4 separate regions of the Mus musculus genome follow, and regions 2, 3 and 4 are each linked to region 1. The links are chromatin contacts, called in public Hi-C maps. All regions are on one chromosome and are shown on one strand. Each heading gives the region's core, a stretch centred on a gene start, on an enhancer-like site or on the middle of the called end of the contact. The rest is flanking DNA. Distances are from core to core; before and after follow the strand shown. Region 1 overlaps Syne1 (spectrin repeat containing, nuclear envelope 1). Region 2 overlaps Syne1 (spectrin repeat containing, nuclear envelope 1). Region 3 overlaps Syne1 (spectrin repeat containing, nuclear envelope 1). Region 4 overlaps Syne1 (spectrin repeat containing, nuclear envelope 1).

Region 1 (2,787 bases), core at 186-2,685:
TTGCTGTACAAGCTTGTACTGCTGGGCATGGACAGATAAATCCCTGGGACTCAGCCAGCCTAGCTATGTCTGAGAGCAGTCCAATGAGAGATCCTGTCAAATAGACAAGGAGAGCTCCATCCAGTCCAATGAGAGACCCTGTCTCAAAATTCAAGATGGAAAGATCCTGGTAGCTGTCATCTAAACTCCATATGCACACATGCTTGCAATACATGAATACACACACAGGTTTATAAAATATACAGTTTGTCTATTACATGGATTTTTTTCAATTTTTTAATATTTCTTTTATTGTTTTTGAGATTCTTGCTTGAGTATTGTAGTTATATCATTTCTATCCCAACCTTTCCCCCACTCCTACTCCTTCTATGCCCTCCATTTCCTCTCAAATTCATGATGTCTTCTTTAATAATTATTTTTTTTATGGTTTTTCGAGACAGGGTTTCTCTGTATAGCTCTGGCTGTCCTGGAACTCACTTTGTAGACCAGGCTGGCCTCGAACTCAGAAATCCGCCTGCCTCTGCCTCCTGAGTGCTGGGACTAAAGGCGTGTGCGCCATCACGCCCGGCTTTCTTTAATAATTATTGGTGTGTGTGTGTGTGTGTGTGTGTGTGTGTGTGTGTGTGTGTGTTGCGAGACAGGGTTTCTCTGTGTAGCCCTGGCTGTCCTGGAACTCACTTTGTAGACCAGGCTGGCCTCGAACTCAGAAATCCGCCTGCCTCTGCCTCCCAAGTGCTGGGACTAAAGGTGTGTGCGCCATCACGCCCGGCTTTCTTTAATAATTATTGGTGTGTGTGTGTGTGTGTGTGTGTGTGTGTGTGTGTGTGTGTGTGTATGTGTGTGTGTTCATGCATGCGTACATGCACGTACATGCACACACATGCATGTAAGCTACCGAGTCCATTTGCTGTTGATCATATATACACATGCTTAGGGCTGACCACCTGAGACTGGATAACTTGTCTGGGAAGCCGTCCTCAGAGAATATTGATTATCCCTCTTGGCAACCATTAATTTCCTATAGCTCTTTGTCTAGGGGTGAGGTCTTGTGAGATTCCTTCCATCCATACTGAGATGTCATTTTATATATATATATCATGTTTACGTGACCTCAGTGATAAGATCTTATAGGTATAGATACTTATCATATATAGAAGAAGCTTTTGAATCCAACCTACAAGTATACATAATTGAGGAGATTTTGACATTAGTAATTTCAGATCTTAAAAACATACCAGGAAAAATAATTACAATACTTCTCTTTAATGGGGTGAGCATCCCTCCCAGTATATTTACAGTGTGCCTTCATCACTAGGACATACGAAAAGAACTTCAAAGTCAACAAAACAGCATCACCTCCACTCAAGAAGAGCTCAACAGTCTGTGCCGGAAGCACCACTCGGTGGAGCTGGAGAGCCTGGGCCGTGCAATGACTGGGCTAATAAAGAAACATGAAGCCACGAGCCAGCTGTGCTCCCAAACCCAGGCCCGCATACAGGACTCTCTGGAAAAACACTTCAGTGGTGAGCTGAAGGGCTTTTAGTCTGAATCATCTGTTTATGAGAAAGGGTTTGGACCAAATGCTGCTCAGAAACTGCCAGCAGAAGTTTGAACAAACCTTTTAGTCAGATTAATGTTTCAAATTCACTCGTGCTCTGTGAGATTTGGGTGACAGAGGTTCTGTTACAGATGCTCTCACCTTTTGGAGAATATCCCCTCTCCCCATGAGAGACCACGAATCTAGCCATTTTGATGATCCTCAATTATATCTGGCTCTTCCATATAGGAGCTTACGTGTGTGAAGAACTGCCTCTGTTCAAGTGGTCAGAAATGGCTAGCCAAATAGCTAGACACTTTTCCGTGCTAGGATGAATTGTTGCTATACACATGGATGGTAGAAAAGGCCATAGCCATGACAGCCATATGGTCCAGAAACTTCCAACTCTCCGATTCTGACTCTGAGAAGCTGTCTTCCACTTTGATGTGGGAACATCATTCTTATTTGCTTCATCTTTTCTAAGTCAGTGTAGTAAAGAAAGTGGTCCCTGATGAGGCCATAAAGAAAAGCTTTCTTTCAGGGCTGGGGAGGGCTTGTGAGTAAATAGCTTGCTGTTCAAGCAAGAGGACCTGGGTATGGATCCTCTGCATCCTATAAAAGCTGACTTGGGTGGCACATGTCTGTCTTCTTAGTGCTAGGAAGGAAGAGATGGATGGATCGTTACAGCTCACTTGACAGATAGTCTAGATGAACACACGAAATCCAGGTTTACTGAGGGACTTGATAGCCAAAAATAACATGTAGAGAAACAGGAAGACAGCTGCTGCAGACTTTTGGCCTTCACACACGTACACACACACACACACACACACACACACACACGCAACGTACACTCATATCTTTAACGTTCTTGAGTACATTTCTCCTGGGATTCTTACAAACTCTTTACCAAAATAAAGGAAAATAAGAGGAAAACAAATACTTCTAGTGCTTTATAACTTTTTAGTCTCTTTGATGTAATTTATCCATTCTACCATTAATATTCATGACTGTAGATCTATATTATTGGGGGTTTTTTGGGAGTGTTTTAAAGACCAGGAAGGAAAGGAGTGGAATGGAGAAATAATTCATTGCAACTGTCCTAGGATTTCACTCAGCATTTTGAATTTATCTATTCTTTTCTGAATTTTCAAAAGGTTCTATGAAAGAATTCCAAGAATGGTTTTTAGGAGCAAAAGCAGCAGCCAGAGAATCTTCTAATCTAACTGGTGACAGCCAAATTCTCGAAG
Region 2 (2,787 bases), core at 111-2,610, 120 kb after region 1:
GACCTGTTTTCCTTCAAGCATCCAAAGAGAATATGGAATGAGTTATCTAGGAGCAGTATTTATCAGGGTAATTCAAGAGCCACACATATTATTGAGAACCAGTGATCTGGGAGAAGGTTTAAATTGTTTCATTCTGTCTATCTTTAGGTTATCTCTACCTCTTTTGGAGGCTTATCATCCCTATAAACCTAGGTAACTGACCACAGCTCCCCCAACACCCAGCTAAAATTGTACATTATTGCTGCTTATTATGAATCAGAAAGACATCAAATAACTTCTCTTGCAGCTGAAGCCATGACTTTCTGTCCTTTTGCTGTTCCTGAAGACAGTGCCTCCCATGACCACAGTGAGACAACATAGCTCATTTAATGACGAACGTAAGCTAGACATCACAGCTTAGGTAGCTTATTAATGGCCTAATGGAGGGTGAGGAGACACAGAGCACATGCAATTTGGTGCAGTTGTGTATATACCCTGCACTCTAGCTTCTTCTTCCTGGGCCATCTTTGTTCGCTTCCAATGTCTGTTCCTAAGTTCTACAAATTCTGGGGCAAAGCTGCCTACACGAAGAGCTAGTGCCGACACACTATCTAAATCTGTCCCTGGAGTCAGGAACAGTCCTTCATTATAGATCTTCTATTTCTAAATTCCAACTGAACAGTGGTGGAGAAGTCCAGGATGCTTGTTTATACTTTAAAGGAATTGATAGAAATGTTTTGCTTCTTATTTTCCTGAACGCTGCCATAAGGATTATTTCTTATTGATCTAATTCTTACAAGGTTCTCAGCCTATGGGTCTCAACCCCTACAAGGGTTACAGGTCAGATATCCTGCATATCACATATTTATATTGTAATTAGTAGTAATAGCAAAATGACAGTTATGAAGTAGCCACAAAAGTAATTTTATGGCTTGAGGTCAGCACAGCATGAGGAACTGCACTAAAGGTTTGCAGCATTAGGAAGGTTGGGTACCACTGCTCCGGACTCTTGCCTCAATGTGCTTCCTCAGTCTGGTTGGTGCTTTCAGGCCCCTCTCTCTCCAGTTAGGCTCTCTATGATGTATAATGGGCACAGGACCCAGTGCAGTTCGAATGATGGTGATGTGTGTTTGAATGTTATACCCTGTGGTTGGAATTTGAGCCATTTTCTATGTTTTTTTTTTCATAAAATTTTATTGATACTTGTAAATTTCACATCATGCACCTAATCCCACTCTTCCCATATCTGCCCTCCACTCTATAACCCCCCAAAGGAAATAAAAACAAAAATGAAAAACAAACAACAACAAAGCACCTCACCATGGAAGCTGCGGTGTGTCATAGTGTGTCACACAATCTGCCCTTTTGCCCAAACAGCTTGCAGATGTTCATTACAATGAGTCATTGGTCTGGTTTGAGGCCTCTGGCTTCTGCTCCACTGTCAATGCTGGGTCTTCGGAGACTCCTCTCGGATATCCTGCTGTGGCCCTGAGTCATGGAGACCCTGCAGCTTTGGATCTGCAGGATCAGCCCTTTCACATACCTGAGCAGCTCATAGGTGGGGTAGGTGTTATGGAGGGCCAGCTCAAAGTCCTGGATCTGGGCCTGGGTAGTAGCTCAGTTTGTCAGCCTGCCAGCTTTCCCAGACTGCCCAGGTAAGGGGTGGGGTGTCGGGCATTTGGCATCTTTACCACACTCAGCTCAGTGACAGGCTTTGGGACAAGTTCTGAGGCTATTTTATTCTAACAAATGAATCATGGAAACAATTGTACTCAAAGGTATAGCCTGGAGACTGAGTAGAGTTACTCTTTTCTTTTGGAATGGAATAAACTTAAGTTCCATGTGGCCCTACTATTAAAGGATTGGGCTTGGGTGAAGCTCCAAGTATTTGTCTTGCATTAAAATATTAGTGGATGGGTATCTTAATGGGAGTCAGTATGATTTTCTAAAATTTATTATATATGTATATATAAGTATACATGTGTGTATGTGTGTGTGAGAGAGAGACAGAGACAGAGAGAGATACACACACACACATACAGAGAGAGAGAGAGAGAGAGAGAGAGAGAGAGAGAGAGAGAGAGAATCATATAAGAAATAGCCAGAAAAGACAACACAACTCGTCATTAGTTAAATCTCAGTGGATTTGGCAGATCAGAGGTACAGTGAAGTCACATATATAAAATATGAACTGATCAAATCCTCTCTCCTTGCCCCCTCCCCCTTTGTCAGATCCCTTTCCCGACTTCTAGTAATCTCTAGCCACTTGTCTAACTCTGTTCCTGTCGCTCACATGTCCTCTTTATCACCACGAGTCAGTGCCGACCCAAAGAAACCTCCCTCTCCCTCTCTGCCTCCTCTCCCTCTCCCTCTCCCTCTCCCTCTCCCTCTCCCTCTCCCTCTCCCTCTCCCTCTCCCTCTCCCTCTCCCTCTCCCTCTCCCTCTCCCTCTCCCTCTCCCTCTCCCTCTCCCTCTCCCTCCCCCTCCCCCTCCCCCTCCCCCTCTCCCTCTCCCTCCCCCTCCCCCTCTCCCTCCCCCTCCCCCTCCCCCTCTCCCTCCCCCTCTCCCTCCCCCTCTCCCTCTCTCCCTCCCCCTCTCCCTCTCTCCCTCCCCCTCCCCCTCCCCCTCCCCCTCCCCCTCCCTCTCCCTCTCCCTCTCTCTCTCCCTCTCCGCCTCCTCTCACAGTAGTTGGATCAGCTACTGGGGGCCAGCTGCTGGCCATGAACTCTTCTCTGAATTATGAGACTGAAGGTGTGTTGAGCTTCCAGACGGATTTCTTTACATATTACAAAATGAAAACCACGTAGC
Region 3 (2,787 bases), core at 79-2,578, 110 kb after region 1:
GTTTTCTCTGATCAAGGCGTTACTAAGAGAATGTGCTTATAAAAGGGTGGGGGGGGCATCCCCCACCAATCCATTCTTGGTGCCTAGAGCCAGCCTGTAGGCAAAGTGCAGGATAGGATGTGTCTCTGAATGTCCCAAGGGTCTCTCAGCAGGTAGCAGAGTCTCAGAGAAGAGCAGAGGTAGTTGACATAATAATATAGCCATCTAAATTGGAAGGCTACACCCTAGGTGATCTCATATTCAGTGGCAGCAAAGTCTGAATCAGCCTGCTTCAAGGCTGAGGGATGCTACACTACTTGAAGTAGAGACAGAAAGTACAGGAAGAAGAGGGTACATACAGTACAGGAATAGAGTCCATGGAGAACAGTGCAGTAGAGTTGAGAGACAGCAGAACAGCAGAGAGAGGGAGGAGGAGGCAGTTTTATTGGGAAAGTTTTACAGAGACAGACTGAAGAAAGAACAAGCTTGACACAGGTAAAGACAGCACTAGCAAGAAAACAAGAAAGAGCTGGAAGATTAGAAAACATTGCTAGAGTTCATTTGTGGTAAAGCAGAACAATTCAAAGGCCTAAGAGAAAAGCCAGATTGAATAAGTCAGCTGGGAGAGGAGTTTGAGGCAGAACACCTGAGGTGAACCAGCAGCAAGAGTTCAGAAAGAACAAGAAAGGCTGAGCTTAGTGAGCAGCAAATCTCACAGGCTGAAAACATTTTATGGCTAGATTAGATTGTATAGAGGCTGGAAGCTTCCAGGACTAGGCCTAGGTTAACAGAGGGAGGCAGCAAGCCTCCAAGAGGATAATTACAGCAGGCAAATAAGAGGTACTTCAACACACAGCACTTCAGCTGTTTCTGCATTTTCAAGGTGATTCTTGCTGCTCAGTAATACAGGTATTTCCCATGTATTTCCCATTCTGCAGCCTCTATGTGCTATTTGTGGAATGTTCCACTGAGAATCCCATGCATGGAAATAGATTAGTGCACCAAACAGTTAATTCATGAAAATAGTCTAATCCTTGATTTCTAAAGCCTTTTAAGAAACAACCAGGTCCAATGCTTTGTGGTGGTGTTGGCCTTTTTACAAACAAAGGGTGACTTCATGTTACAGGGAAAAGCACTTCTGCCTGTCGTCCACTGCTTAGACTCTTTCACTGAGATCAAGAATTATCAAGGTTCTTTGCCTCACAGGTGTCTCCTTGTCTTTTCTGCATCACCTTACATCTTCCTGAATCTCAGGTCTCACAGCTCCAGAGTGACAAAGCCCAGTGATATTTAGCAGCAAATTCTGTCCCTGGCCCGTCATTTCCTATTAGGTCAATTCTCTCTCCCTTGGGGGCTGACTCATAGCTCCATACATTGTGATGGGTGACACAGAGAGGGTTATTTAGTTCTTCATGCCAAGGACAGACGTTATGTTTTGCTTTCTATCTGATTTTTTTTTTATTACCTCTATCATATCTTCCTGGCCTCGATGTGACAGTAAACTTCTCAGAGATTGAACTGTTCCCCTGAAGTGTGAAAATGTCATGCCTGCTTTCCACATATAAGTAAACAATTTCTTCAGTTTACCAGCATAGTACATTTCTATGGTTTGCAAAACCAATATTCTTTTTTTATTAGATATTTTCTTTGTTTACATTTCAAATGCCATCTGATTTCCTAGTTTCCCCTCTGAAAATCCCCTATCCTTTCCCCCCTCCCGTGCTCCCCAACCCACCTACTCCTACTTCCTGGTCCTGGAATTCCCCTGTATTGGGGCATAGAAACTTCACAGGACCAAGGGTCTCTCCTCCCATTGATGACCGACTAGGCCATCCTCTGCTACATATGCAGCAAGAGCCACGAGTCCACTCTGGGGGTACTGGTTAGTTCATTGTTCCTCTTATGGGACTGCAAACCCCTTCAGCTCTTTGGGTACTTTCTCTAGCTCCTTCATGGGAGACCCTGTGCTCCGTCTAACGGATGACTGTGGGCATCCACTTCTGTATTTGACAGGCACTGGCAGAGCCTCTCAGGAGACAGCTATATCAGACTCCTGTCTGCAAGCACTTGTTGGCATCTGCAATAGTGTCTGAGTTTGGTGTTTGTTTATAGGATGGATCCCCACATGAGGCAGTTTCTGGATGGTCATTGCTTCAGTCCCTGTTCCGAACTAACTGTAACTTCTCTGTAACTTCTACTATATGTATTTTGTTCCCCCTTCTAAGAAGGATCGAAATATCCACACTTTGGTCTTCTTTCTTCTTGAGTTTCATGTGGTTTGTAAATTGTATCTTCAGTATTCCGAGCTTTTGAGCTAATATCCACTTATCAGTGAGTGCATATCATGTGTGTTCTTTTGTGACTGAGTTACCTCACTCAGGATGATATCCTCCAGATCCATCCATTTGTCTAAGAATTTCATGAATTCATTGTTTTTAATAGCTGAGTAGTACTCCATTGTGTAAATGTACCACATTTTCTGTATCCATTCCTCTGTTGAGGGGCATCTGGGTACTTTCCAGCTTCTGGCTATTATAAATAAGGCTGCTATGAACATAGTGGAGCATGTGTCCTTATTACCAGTTGGAACATCTTCTGGGTATATACCCAGGAGAGGTATTGCTGGATCTTCCAGTACTGCCATGTCCAATTTTCGGAGGAACCACCAGACTGATTTCCAGAGTGGTTGTACAAGCCTGCAATCCCACCAGCAATAGAGGAGGGTTCCTCTTTCTCCACTCCTTGCCAGCATCTGCTGTCATCTGAATTTTTGATCTTAGGCATTCTGACTGGTGTGAGGTGGAATCT
Region 4 (2,787 bases), core at 133-2,632, 71 kb after region 1:
CAAAGACACTGTATGGTTGGAAATAGATCTGTACTTCTTATAGCCACCGGAGAAGCTGGCAAGTTCTCTGTGTTCCCTATTACTCCATGTGCCTTCAAGAATAGCATTCAGGCCAAGGCCTGGTCAAGGCATCCAATGCCATCCATCATCTTTTAGAATAAATTCCAAAATTTATGCCACAGCCCATGAATAGACTGTTTTCATAATTTGTCTAACAAAGGAAAAGTTGAGGTGTGGACTTGGGGGACATCTTCTTAAGTCCCCTGCCCCCACCAGGGTCATTTAGTGGTGATTAAACGCATTGTAAGTTGCCACAATTAACAGTCATTGGGATGCTGAAGTCCAGGGATACTACTGGACATTCCATAATGTTTCAGACAGACCTATCCTCACAGAGCTATTTACCTCAGATCTCAGTGGTTCTGAGACTGGACATGCTAACTAGAGGCAGAAAGCAGAACACCAGGATGCTTGTCTTATTTCATTTAACATAGTTGCTTCCAGTTCTACTTATGTCCCATCACAGTACACGATTCTATCTCTCCTTAGAGCAGAATAAAACTACACTGTGGACACATGATGGATTTTCTTTACACTGTAAGCTTTCCTGAGCCATTCCTTGCCTTCCAGCCTTTTATTACAGATGCAATTAATAGCTTTGATAGCTTCCATGACTTGGTCTCTGTTCACCCTTTTGACCACTGATTGACAGCCTCCAGGACTTGGTCTCTGTCGACTCAGGGTTCCCTCTGCTTTGGCTTTTGCACCCACTGTCCATCCTTTGTCGTGTTTGATGGCTCACTTCCTGAATATGTTCCGATCTAACACTCTGAGCAGTCTTGGAGATATGCTGCTTGTGCAGTAGCAATGCTTTCTCCACACCGTCTAGACTCTCAGCACCTTTCTTTCCTACTTCTTGTGCCAGGCATGCATCTGCTGATCTATTACCTTGTTTTTCCTCAGAAGAGTGCCAGTCCATGAGAGCCAAGATTGTGTTATTTGGAGTGCTTTATACACTGTATCTAAAACATATGTTTCCTCAATGCTAAGCAGCTGTGTGTCTGTGTTTCCATGGAGAAATGAAAAAAAATTTCACATAAGCCCTTCTTGGTGGACTCTGAAAAAGGGAAGAGCAGGTGATGAACTTTTTGCATCAAAAGGAACCCTGGTCATATCACTCTGAAGAAGCTCCCCAGCTGACCCTGACAGTGATCTTGTCTCAGGCTATACACAAGCATAACTAAGCAGAGACAAGTGCGCTGCGATTTCTTCTCCTAAATGAGAATGCTGGTAGAAAAATCCAGAGAGTCTGGAGACAAGCCTTACGTTGCCCCCTTCCCAGACCACGCAGACAGCTTTAATTATAATGGGAAGCAGATGGCGGACAAACAGATCCTACAGTGTGTTTGGAATTCTCTCCCATGAGTCACAAATATATTTCAGGACAGTGTGGAAAACACTGACATAACAAGATGATTTTTGATATATCAATAAAAGGCTACCAACTGCACAGTTCGCCACCAAAACAGTGCACCCCTCTTGTTCAACCTGACAATCCTTTTTTTTTTTTCTTTTTCTTTTTCAGGTCAAACACTTCAGAGCTTTGCAAGAGCAGGCCAGGACCTACTTGGATCTCCTTTGCTCCATGTGTGACTTGTCAAACTCCTCAGTGAAAAACACAGCAAAAGATATTCAGCAAACAGAGCAGCTGGTAAATATATATATATATATGTTCATGATTGCAACTAATTGTCTGCTTTGTCTGCCTTGTTATCTTCTCTCCATCTTCAAAGCTGTGAGATTTAAAGAAAATATTTCTGGAGATATTCTTGCTATAACCCTCTTCAAGCCACAGTAACAAGTCAATATGTGATTTATTTTATTTTATTTTATTTTTGCCATCCCAGAAAGGAAGGTAGATACTAAGTCAGTGGAGTCACCACTGAATTGTTTAGTCTGTACAACCACCACCGCTGGCACCTTCCTCCACCTTAATTACCAGTCTCTCGTGGTTTTCCTAGTCCCTCGCGCCTCTTTCTGTTGTTCTTTTCTCCTTTCCCATCCTGTTCTTTAAGGAATACGCTGAAGAGTCCACTGCCCTAGCTTTTTTATATAAGGCCCACCAACGGGCTACTGCTTAAATCCTTCCAAAGGGTGACAGTTGTAATAAGACAAATTATACACTTCCAAAAACCAGAAGGGCAGATCTAAAGACAATCTAAAACATTGATAGGGCTATGTACAGCAGTGTGGTAAATCTGAAATCCCACTCCTGGGGTCCGGGTAAAGGAGGTTGAAACAGGAGGATTGCCAGAATTTCTAGGCCTGTATAATTCACTTTCCAAAAAATAAATAAATAAAAAAGCAGATAACAACATTAAACCATGTTTTTAAAGATGAAGAAACAAATATATAAGAGATGTGAGCCTTTCTTAATTACTCAAATCCCAATTTTCCAGTCAAATAGATGTATTTACTGCTTGGCCTAAATGGAAAAGCTCTTGGGGAACTCTTTGATCTCATACATTGGTAAAATTTCTTGGATCTTTGCAGCACTGATTAAAAATCACACAGGAGAACTCTTAGATGTTTTAATTCGTTGGAAACTCTTAAGCCTAAAGGAAATCTGTTTTTCTTTGATACAAAGAAAGAGGTGCCTTTCGGATCTGGCTGAGCGGGAGCACAGGACCAGGCTCTTCCCAGCAACCCACTGACAACCCAGAGGTTAGATTCACTGAACAGAGATGAGGTACGGAAAATGAACTAACATTTAACTGTGTTTCCTCC

Evidence for each region. Hi-C and Micro-C count contacts between places; a contact is called where the count stands out from the background.
Region 2: a contact with region 1 is called in a Hi-C map of the C2C12 cell line, with 1.8 times the contacts expected there. The contact joins two enhancer-like sites. A contact is called at or near these places in 3 of 15 datasets of contacts at CTCF or cohesin (the NIH/3T3 cell line, large pre-B cells and pro-B cells), 8 of 484 Hi-C or Micro-C datasets (the C2C12 cell line, the MC38 cell line, bone marrow-derived macrophages and 3 more), 1 of 115 datasets of contacts at active chromatin or transcription factors (trophoblast stem cells) and 1 of 9 other capture datasets (pancreatic islet).
Region 3: a Hi-C map of the C2C12 cell line shows a contact between it and region 1, with 3 times the contacts expected there. The contact joins two enhancer-like sites. A contact is called at or near these places in 2 of 15 datasets of contacts at CTCF or cohesin (the NIH/3T3 cell line and pro-B cells), 13 of 484 Hi-C or Micro-C datasets (the AML12 cell line, the C2C12 cell line, brown adipocytes and 6 more), 2 of 115 datasets of contacts at active chromatin or transcription factors (both in bone marrow-derived macrophages) and 2 of 9 other capture datasets (adipose tissue and liver).
Region 4: a Hi-C map of uterus shows a contact between it and region 1, with 6 times the contacts expected there. The contact joins two enhancer-like sites. A contact is called at or near these places in 1 of 15 datasets of contacts at CTCF or cohesin (the NIH/3T3 cell line), 4 of 484 Hi-C or Micro-C datasets (embryonic stem cells, granulocytes, myeloid progenitors and 1 more) and 1 of 115 datasets of contacts at active chromatin or transcription factors (embryonic stem cells).

Annotation. Positions count from the first base shown.
Region 1 is chr10:5,304,414-5,307,200 of GRCm38.p6, reverse strand. Syne1 (spectrin repeat containing, nuclear envelope 1) reads left to right here. Exons shown (of 146, transcript NM_001347711.1): 47 at 1,316-1,523; 48 at 2,695-2,787. Among named protein-coding and RNA genes, the nearest start is that of Gm51757, 21 kb to the left of the region's middle. Within about 2 kb of position 1,435, at least 29 of the 459 cell types and tissues checked have an H3K27ac peak or open chromatin away from gene starts, as enhancers often do. A contact at or near this core is called in the C2C12 cell line, the MC38 cell line, embryonic fibroblasts and 1 more, where this site is marked.
Region 2 is chr10:5,180,679-5,183,465 of GRCm38.p6, reverse strand. The region is part of intron 94 of Syne1 (spectrin repeat containing, nuclear envelope 1); the gene reads left to right. Among named protein-coding and RNA genes, the nearest start is that of Gm51757, 140 kb to the left of the region's middle. Within about 2 kb of position 1,360, at least 59 of the 459 cell types and tissues checked have an H3K27ac peak or open chromatin away from gene starts, as enhancers often do. A contact at or near this core is called in the C2C12 cell line, the MC38 cell line and embryonic fibroblasts, where this site is marked.
Region 3 is chr10:5,198,447-5,201,233 of GRCm38.p6, reverse strand. The region is part of intron 90 of Syne1 (spectrin repeat containing, nuclear envelope 1); the gene reads left to right. Among named protein-coding and RNA genes, the nearest start is that of Gm51757, 130 kb to the left of the region's middle. Within about 2 kb of position 1,328, at least 13 of the 459 cell types and tissues checked have an H3K27ac peak or open chromatin away from gene starts, as enhancers often do. A contact at or near this core is called in the C2C12 cell line, where this site is marked.
Region 4 is chr10:5,233,491-5,236,277 of GRCm38.p6, reverse strand. Syne1 (spectrin repeat containing, nuclear envelope 1) reads left to right here. Exons shown (of 146, transcript NM_001347711.1): 74 at 1,586-1,711. Among named protein-coding and RNA genes, the nearest start is that of Gm51757, 92 kb to the left of the region's middle. Within about 2 kb of position 1,382, at least 30 of the 459 cell types and tissues checked have an H3K27ac peak or open chromatin away from gene starts, as enhancers often do. A contact at or near this core is called in uterus, where this site is marked.